Linked DNA regions of Ovis aries: region 2 is linked to region 1. The links are chromatin contacts, called in public Hi-C maps. All regions are on one chromosome and are shown on one strand. The core of a region is the stretch at or near the end of the contact, and the rest is flanking DNA. Distances in the headings are between cores, read along the strand shown.

Region 1 (3,806 bases), core at 960-3,459:
CATAGACATAAGGTGAGTAATATTTTATATAAAATAATGCATTCATTTTCTTGCTGTTTCATAACTTTGCTTACATTACTATACAGTATGTCTCTCTCTCTTAAATAGAGAAATTGCATATAAGCCTATCATCACAGGTAAGTAGTTTTGTAAAACATGAAACAATTTCCAATACTGTATTATTAATATGACTATAATACTGTATGCTATGAAAATTTTATAACAATTCATTCATTAGTGTATAGGCTACAGTGAAGCAATCAATTACACCAGTCTACCAAAAAACAATCATATTGCTGCTTGTTATCCATGCATGAATTGTTATAACTATAAATAAATATTAGTTTTTATGTTATCGTTTGATTTTTATGTCTAATATCAATAATATCTGTAACATCTACAGTGTTTTATATCATATAAGACAATATTGATGTAGGTGCATACTTTCTAAGTCACGTCAGTTGTGTCTGACTCTTTGTGACTCTAGGGACTGTAGAGGACAGGCTCTCTGTCCATGAGATTCTCCAGGCAAGAATATTGGAGTGGGTTGCCATGCTCTCCTCCAAGGATCTGGACCTGCATATCCTGTGGCTCCTGCATTGCAGGTGGATTCTTTACCACTGAGTCACCAGGGAAGCCCACTGAAGAAGGTACTGATAGATAATTCATCTTGTAAACAGATGTAAAGTTATGATGTCAATCAATATAGCATAGTAGAATAACTGCATTTTCTCCTCCTTATAATTTTCCTAATAGCATTTTTTCTCTAGTTTACTTTATCATAAGATTATAGTATATAATACAAAATATGTTGTTTATGTTATTGGTAAGACTTCAGGTCAACTGTAGGCTACTAGCAATTAAGGTTTGGGGGAGTCAAAAATTATACACAGATTTTTGACTGTACAGTTGGCCTCTGCAATGTTTAAAGGCCAACTTACAACCAGTTTGATTTGGAGTTTCTTGAACAGAGTCTGTGGCCTATGGTTATAATTCCAGAACCCAGCATAAAGTATAAAAAGTGAGTGGTCAAAAAATGTTGAAAGTGTCCTGTTTCAATTAATCCATTTATTATTCTGTTAGGCAGCCATGTCTCCAGATCCAAGTGAGATGTACGGTACAGCTCAGACCTCAACTACCTCTCTTTTTCTTTTTTTGTTCATGGCCTCATTAGTTTCAGGAATTTTCTGGGCCTCACCCTTCAGAATTTAAACCACGTCCTGAGCGCTGACTTGGCATGAAGATTCAGTCTATTAGTCCCAACAAGAAAATCATTTTGAACTAAGCTTCAACTGGGAGGATTTCCTGGTTATTTTCAATGCAAACAGTGTGTCCCTTTATTTGCTTATCCAGGAAACACTGAAGTATCAGGAAAAGGACAAGGTGCAGAGACTACAAAGAAATCATCGGCTTAAGTAGCAGTCTATGTGTTTCTTGAGGGTCGAGCACCCCCTTTTTTTTTTTTTTTTCAAATTTCCATAGCAGTTTCGAAAGAGGAATTCCACGTACACTCCGCCAGTTCCCACCATCTGTTTCTAATTCTAAAGCGGGGTTGTGGCAATAGTGATGAGAGGCTGCCTGCTGAAGTACTGAAGGATAAGAGCTTGCCTGAAAACCCAGGGTTTTTTAATGAGAAACCACCATCTAGAGCCAGGAGAGGTCGCTCATCTTGCAGGAAACTACAAAGTCCACTGCATTTTCAGTGCCCAGCCCTGCACTAAATTGGGTCACAGAACCAGACCTGGTTGATCTCATAGGGTGCTGAGTTTAACGTAGAAAACTTGCTAAGGAATACTATTAGGTCCAGGGCTACCCTGGAAGGAACAAGGTTCGCCCAGAGGAACCACTAGTCATCCAGAGCGGAAGCTAAGACGCAAGGGGTTCTTTGACCCGGGGGCTTGCTGAGCTTCTGCTACTGCCTAGCCTGAACGGCCTCATCCTGGAGTCTCACCCCTTCGACCGGTCCTCGACTGACTCCTGGGCCCTTCCACAGTTTAAAGGATTCTCAGTAGGGAAGGGGCCAGAAAAACAGAAAATACGCCGTCTGAGAGAGAGGTGGGCGCAGCCCTGTCCCCTTCTCCAACTGGCTAGGGTTCTCCCGATCCCTATCTGTGATTGGCTGCTTCCCCAAAGATGCCGCCGGTGGGGCGGATCCCGACGCCAGGTCCTGCACGCCATTCATTGGCTCCTTCCCGGTGGGCGGGGCCTCAGAGCGCTGCGGGAAAGGCGGCTGAGGAGCTGGACGCTGCTGGGGTCTTCGTCTCCGGGCCAGCGGTAAGTGCTTCTCTGGCAGGGCCAAGCGCTTCCGACGCTGCGGAGACTCGACCATGGGAACTAACTGGGCGTCTCCATTTTCGGTTTCCGCCTCGGAGCGCTAGTTCCGGCTGACGAGGGAGGTGGGTAGACAATTGTGCCTCTTCAGAGGTCCTGCAAGCGATCAGCCTTACTCTGCCCTCACCCGCCCTGTGCCCTGGCGCTCTGCCTGGCAGCCTGTGCCCCGGAAGTTACCATCCCCCTCTGCTGTCGAATCGCGGAGGTCACCGCCTCCGCACCTCCCTCTCTGGCCCCACGTCTCCAGTCTCTTTCAGGCTCCTCCCCCTTTCCCCTCAAACGTCTTTCCTTGAGGGCCCGGCTCTGCCAAACGCAAGGTTGAAGCAATTAAACGTTTGATAATTAAAGTTTTGTCCGAGTAATTTGTGTATAATAAAAACAAAATAATAAGGCAATAGCTACTAGCCCTAAATCCTTTATTGCAGAGACTTGCAGAGGCCATCCGGAGAAGGCAATGGCAACCCACTCCAGTACTCTTGCCTGGAAAATCCCATGGATGGAGGAGCCTGGTAGGCTGCAGTCCATGGGGTCGCGAAGTCGGGCACGACTGAGCGACTTCACTTTCACTTTTCACTTTCATGCATTGGAGAAGGCAATGGCAACCCACTCCAGTGTTCTTGCCTGGAGAATCCCAGGGACGGGGGAGCCTGGTGGGCTGCCGTCTATGGGGTCCTACAGAGTCGGACACGACTGAAGCGACTTGGCAGCAGCAGCAGCAGCAGAGGCCATCACTTAACTTTTTTATGTTTAGAGCTTTTTATGGCTCTCTAAATAATATGCTTCCATCCTATTTTCTTGATTTATCATTTTGGTATTTACCCGACTTCCCTTTTGCTACCATCTTCTCAGTTTTCAGTAGCTATTTTTATTCATTTGTTCGTCCTCATTTGTTCGTTTATCTGTGATAAATCATAGATATCAATGTCTGTTGTGTAGCTGGTATCTCTTGGTGCCCCTCCGTTTTAGATGAGGATGTTGATATTTCTTTCATATACAGCCTTCTAACAGCTGGACCTCAACATTTACATTTAATCCTCATGTATTCAAAAATATTTGAGCACTGTTTTTGGCATTGAGGATATGGTAGTAAACAGACTATGTCCCTATCCTCATGAAACTTGTACTGTGGGAAGTAAGACACATAGATGTCAAATGACATTCAGAGCAGGAATTTGGAGGTCATTTCAAGCTGGAAGGACAGCAGGATTCCAAGTGGGGTGGAAGAATGGATATGGGGGGGTCTGCAAGAAAGTGGAAATTTCCCCTTTTACTTGCCAGGGCTGTTTCAGGGTCAAGAGGGAGCTTGCTGTTGGAACGAGGGCTGGAGAACCAGGATAGCCTGTTGGGTAGGTTAGTGACAGTAAGACAAGCTTTTAGGGTGCTGACCCTACAGTGTGGTGTGACAGTGGGAGGAGGAAAAGCAGGAGGCAAGGAGGCCAGTGAGAAGGCACCGCCTGCTGCCTGCCTATAGCAGT
Region 2 (3,806 bases), core at 734-3,233, 260 kb after region 1:
GGAAAGATTTGAGGGCAAAGAAGAGGGCATCAGAGGATGAGATGGCTGGATGGCATCACCAATGCAAAGACCATGAACATGGGCAAACTTCAGGAGATGATGAGGGACAGGGAGGCCTGTCATGCATAGTCCAGGGGAGCTGCAAAGAGACAGACATAACTGGGAGACTAAACAACAACAATCAGGTAAATAAGATGACCCATCTTGTGGATGTTGATCAGCCTCTTCTCAGTCACCTGGTGCTTATTCAATGGACTCTTGTACAAGTGTCCGTATCAGTAGTGGTAAATGGATAAACCCGAGGAATCCATACTCAAGCAGCATTTGTATTCCTACTGCTATAGAAACCTGTACATATAAGACCAACTCTGAGCCTGATTTTTCCCTATTTCTAAGAGAATCTAGGCAGTCTTTTAGTGGCATGATAATGACATTGAACCAACAGCAATTTATCCTCACAAAATAGCTACTATACCAGAGACAGATTCATTTGCCATCTTATATTGCTTCTACCAGCACCACTGTTTTTCGATTTACAACATCAAGGTCTCCAACAACATCACTTACAACCAAGAAACTGATTTTACAGTCAAAAAATTCTGATAATGGGGTTGCACTATGGAATGCAGTGGTCTTACAATGTACATCATCAACCAGAAAAAGATGGTCCAATAAAAATATGAGATGCACTGCTGAAGGCTCAGGTATGGCAGCAGTTTGGAAACCCCACTCTATGATATAAGAATGTTGTACCATAAATTCTGGTGCACATCTAAGATCAACAACTAATAGGTGATGGTATTTTTTATAGCCATTATAAACACACTCTTCAGAGAATAAAGAAGGGAGGTGGTTGCAGCTCCTATTTCCCTCAAACTAGTAACTCATTTACAGATCATTTTCTTTCCATCCCCCAACACAGGGCTCAGCCTTGTTCTAAGGGTCTAGTAAAGAAAGAAGTTCTTCCACCAGAGTAAAAACTCTGATTCTTATAAATAGGAATTTGCCACTACTCCCTGGCTCTTTGAGGTTTCTTGTGCTTGCTGCTGCTGCTGCTGCTGCTAAGTCGCTTCACTCGTGTCCGACTCTGTGCGACCCCATAGACAGCAGCCCATCAAGCTGCCCCTGGGATTCTCCTGGCAAGAACACTGGAGTGGGTTGCCATTTCCTTCTCTGATGCATGAAAGTGAAAAGTGAAAGAAGTCGCTCAGTCGTGTCCGACCCTCAGCGACCCCATGGACTGCAGCCTTCCAGATTCCTCTGTCCCTCGTATTTTCCAGGCAAGAGTCCTGGAGTGGGGTGCCCTTGCCTTCTCCGTTCTTGTGCTTAGTGGCTCAGTTGTGTCCGACCCTTTGAGACTCCATGGACTGTGGTGAAGTATACAACTGTGAACGTATTTAATGCCACTGAACTACACACTTGAAAACGGTTAAGATGGTAAATGTTATACGTACTTCACCATAATTTAAAATAATAATAAAACAACCTGAGAAAGTCCCTGGCTCAAGGATAAGTACACAGTTGTTGCCTCAATAAATGTCAAGTCCCTTCTTACCACTCACTGGTGTGATAATGCGCTGAGGTACTGTGGAATAAATTGCTCTCCCCCTGATGTTAAAAGAATATCAAGTCTCCTGAAAAGGAATTGTTTTTGGAAATAGGGAACAGAAGATGGCCTTTAGAGGAGACCTCCAGGCACCCCTGTCCATCCAAACCTCCTTTAAAGCAGCTCCCACACGAGGGCACAGCACGTAGGCCTGCATGGCTCCTCCACGCAGCAGATACGATGCTTCACTCTATTACACAATGAGGACACGGGAGGGAACGCAAAGCAAGGACTAAAGGCTGCGGAGCTTTCGCTCGCCCCAGCCTCCCAGAAGCTCCAGACTCTGGCGGCACCTCAACCCCTCCGCCTTCCTCCTCCCTTGGCCCCGCCCACTCTCCTCCCGCTCTGCCCGCCTCCCTTTCAGATTTGCGGTGGACAAGGAATCGAAAGTGAAATAAGGAAACGGCTGCCATCCACTGCGTCTCTTGAAAAGGTGAGTGAACTTGGCTAGACCGAGGTACCCCAGCTCTCCCTAGGGGACCTCTCTCCCCTGCCCCAGGTCTGAAGTGCCTCATCCAAGCCGTCCCCACCCCTAGAGATTTCGATCTCAGGTTTTCTTTCGCAACAGGTCTCCCTCAACCTTAACCCAGCAGTTTTTCCCCTGCAGCCTGGGAGGAGGCTGGGCTGTAAACCTGACTGGGATGTCCCCTGGAAGGAGCTCGGATTGCTCTGCTTCCGCCGGCACCTGAGCTGGGAAGAAAAACCAGGGAAACTGGGAGAACCAGGATGGCAACCTAGCTCAGGGGTGGTCCGGGAGCCCGGTGTGGGGGTAGGTCCGCGATCCCTGAGACTGCTGTCCCCAAAAGGCTCCCTCTGGAGGTGAGAGAGACAGGGTTGCTTAGGATATTAGAAAACTATGGGTCTGCGCCCTAGAAGAAACAAAGGCGGGGCCAGGTTCAGGGTAGCTGAGAGAAGAGCCCAGGAAGTTCTTAATAAACCTCACGCTTCTGTGTGTATGCACATACATATATACACACATATACATATGCGTGTGTGTGTGTGCTCAGTCGTGTCTGACTCTTTGCGACCCCATGGACTGTATGTAGGCCGCCAGGCTCCTCTGTCCACGGGATTTCCCAGGTAAGATACTGAAGTGGGTTGCCATTTCCTTCCCCAGGGGATCTTCCCAACTCAGGGATCAAACCTGCTGTCTCCTGTGTCTCCTGCATTAGCAGGTGGATTCTTTGCCACTTGCACCACCTAGGAAGCCCATGTACTTACGGATATACGTGTATCCTTATGAAAATATGTAAGCATAAATATAAATATTCTTATATATATTCATGTTACCGATGATTAGATAGATACCAATAACTCCTGCCTATTGCAAAGATTAATGAGAATGTATGTGAAGCATGTAGCACCTGGCACATGGAACGAGCACAGTCAATGGTCGCTACTGTTAAGATTAGCTTCTCAACAGAGTAGAAAACCAGTGGCCTGAGGCAGAAGATCAATAGGTAAAGCCTGGACTCTGAGCGGTTAAGCAGAGATGAACATGATGAAAGTCGAATTGTAAGCAGCTGTCTCTCAGGTTCTCAACAATATTTGCTATCTCTTGGGGACTCAGTGTCCCCTTCTGTCTGACTGGATCAGTGACCCAGACTATGGAAGAGGAGCACTATTCAGGTTGAGGTCCTTGTCTTTTCTTGTTTTCACTCCCTCCAGTTCACCCTCTCTCGTGGTTCCCTTTTCTTACCTGGCTCTTCTCTTCCGTCCCTTTCCTCTTCTCCCCTCACCGCAAGATCTCCCCAGCACTACCGAAGAGGAGCATCACCCCAATGGCTTCAGCCGTACCCTTGACAATGATGTGGGAGGAGGTCACGTGCTCTATCTGCCTGGATCCCATGGTGGAGCCTATGAGCATTGAATGTGGTCATAGCTTCTGCCAGGAGTGCATCTCTGAGGTCGGGAAAGAAGGAGGTAGCGTCTGTCCTGTGTGCCGGCGCCACTTCCTGCTCCAGAATCTCCGGCCCAATCGACAGGTAGCCAACATGGTGGACAACCTTAGGAAAATCAGCCAGGGTGCCAAGGAGGGCCCACACGGGGAGCTGTGTGTGGTGCACAGAGAGAAAATTCACCTCTTCTGTGAGGCAGATGGGAAGGCCCTTTGCTGGGTGTGTTCCCAGTCCCAGAAACACCGTGATCATCCCATGGTCCCTATTGAGGAGGCTGCTCAGGAGTACCAGGTGAGTCCTCA

Evidence for each region. Hi-C and Micro-C count contacts between places; a contact is called where the count stands out from the background.
Region 2: a Hi-C map of liver shows a contact between it and region 1, with 3 times the contacts expected there. The contact joins the promoter of TRIM21 here to the promoter of TRIM68 in region 1. A contact is called at or near these places in 3 of 16 Hi-C or Micro-C datasets (blood, liver and tail adipose tissue).

What each region holds. Positions count from the first base shown.
Region 1 is chr15:49,308,044-49,311,849 of ARS-UI_Ramb_v3.0, forward strand. It overlaps TRIM68 (tripartite motif containing 68), which reads left to right and starts at 2,210. Exons shown (of 6, transcript XM_012095952.4): 1 at 2,210-2,274.
Region 2 is chr15:49,570,631-49,574,436 of ARS-UI_Ramb_v3.0, forward strand. TRIM21 (tripartite motif containing 21) reads left to right here and starts at 1,984. Exons shown (of 7, transcript XM_060399397.1): 1 at 1,984-2,686; 2 at 3,352-3,795. The coding sequence starts at 3,388.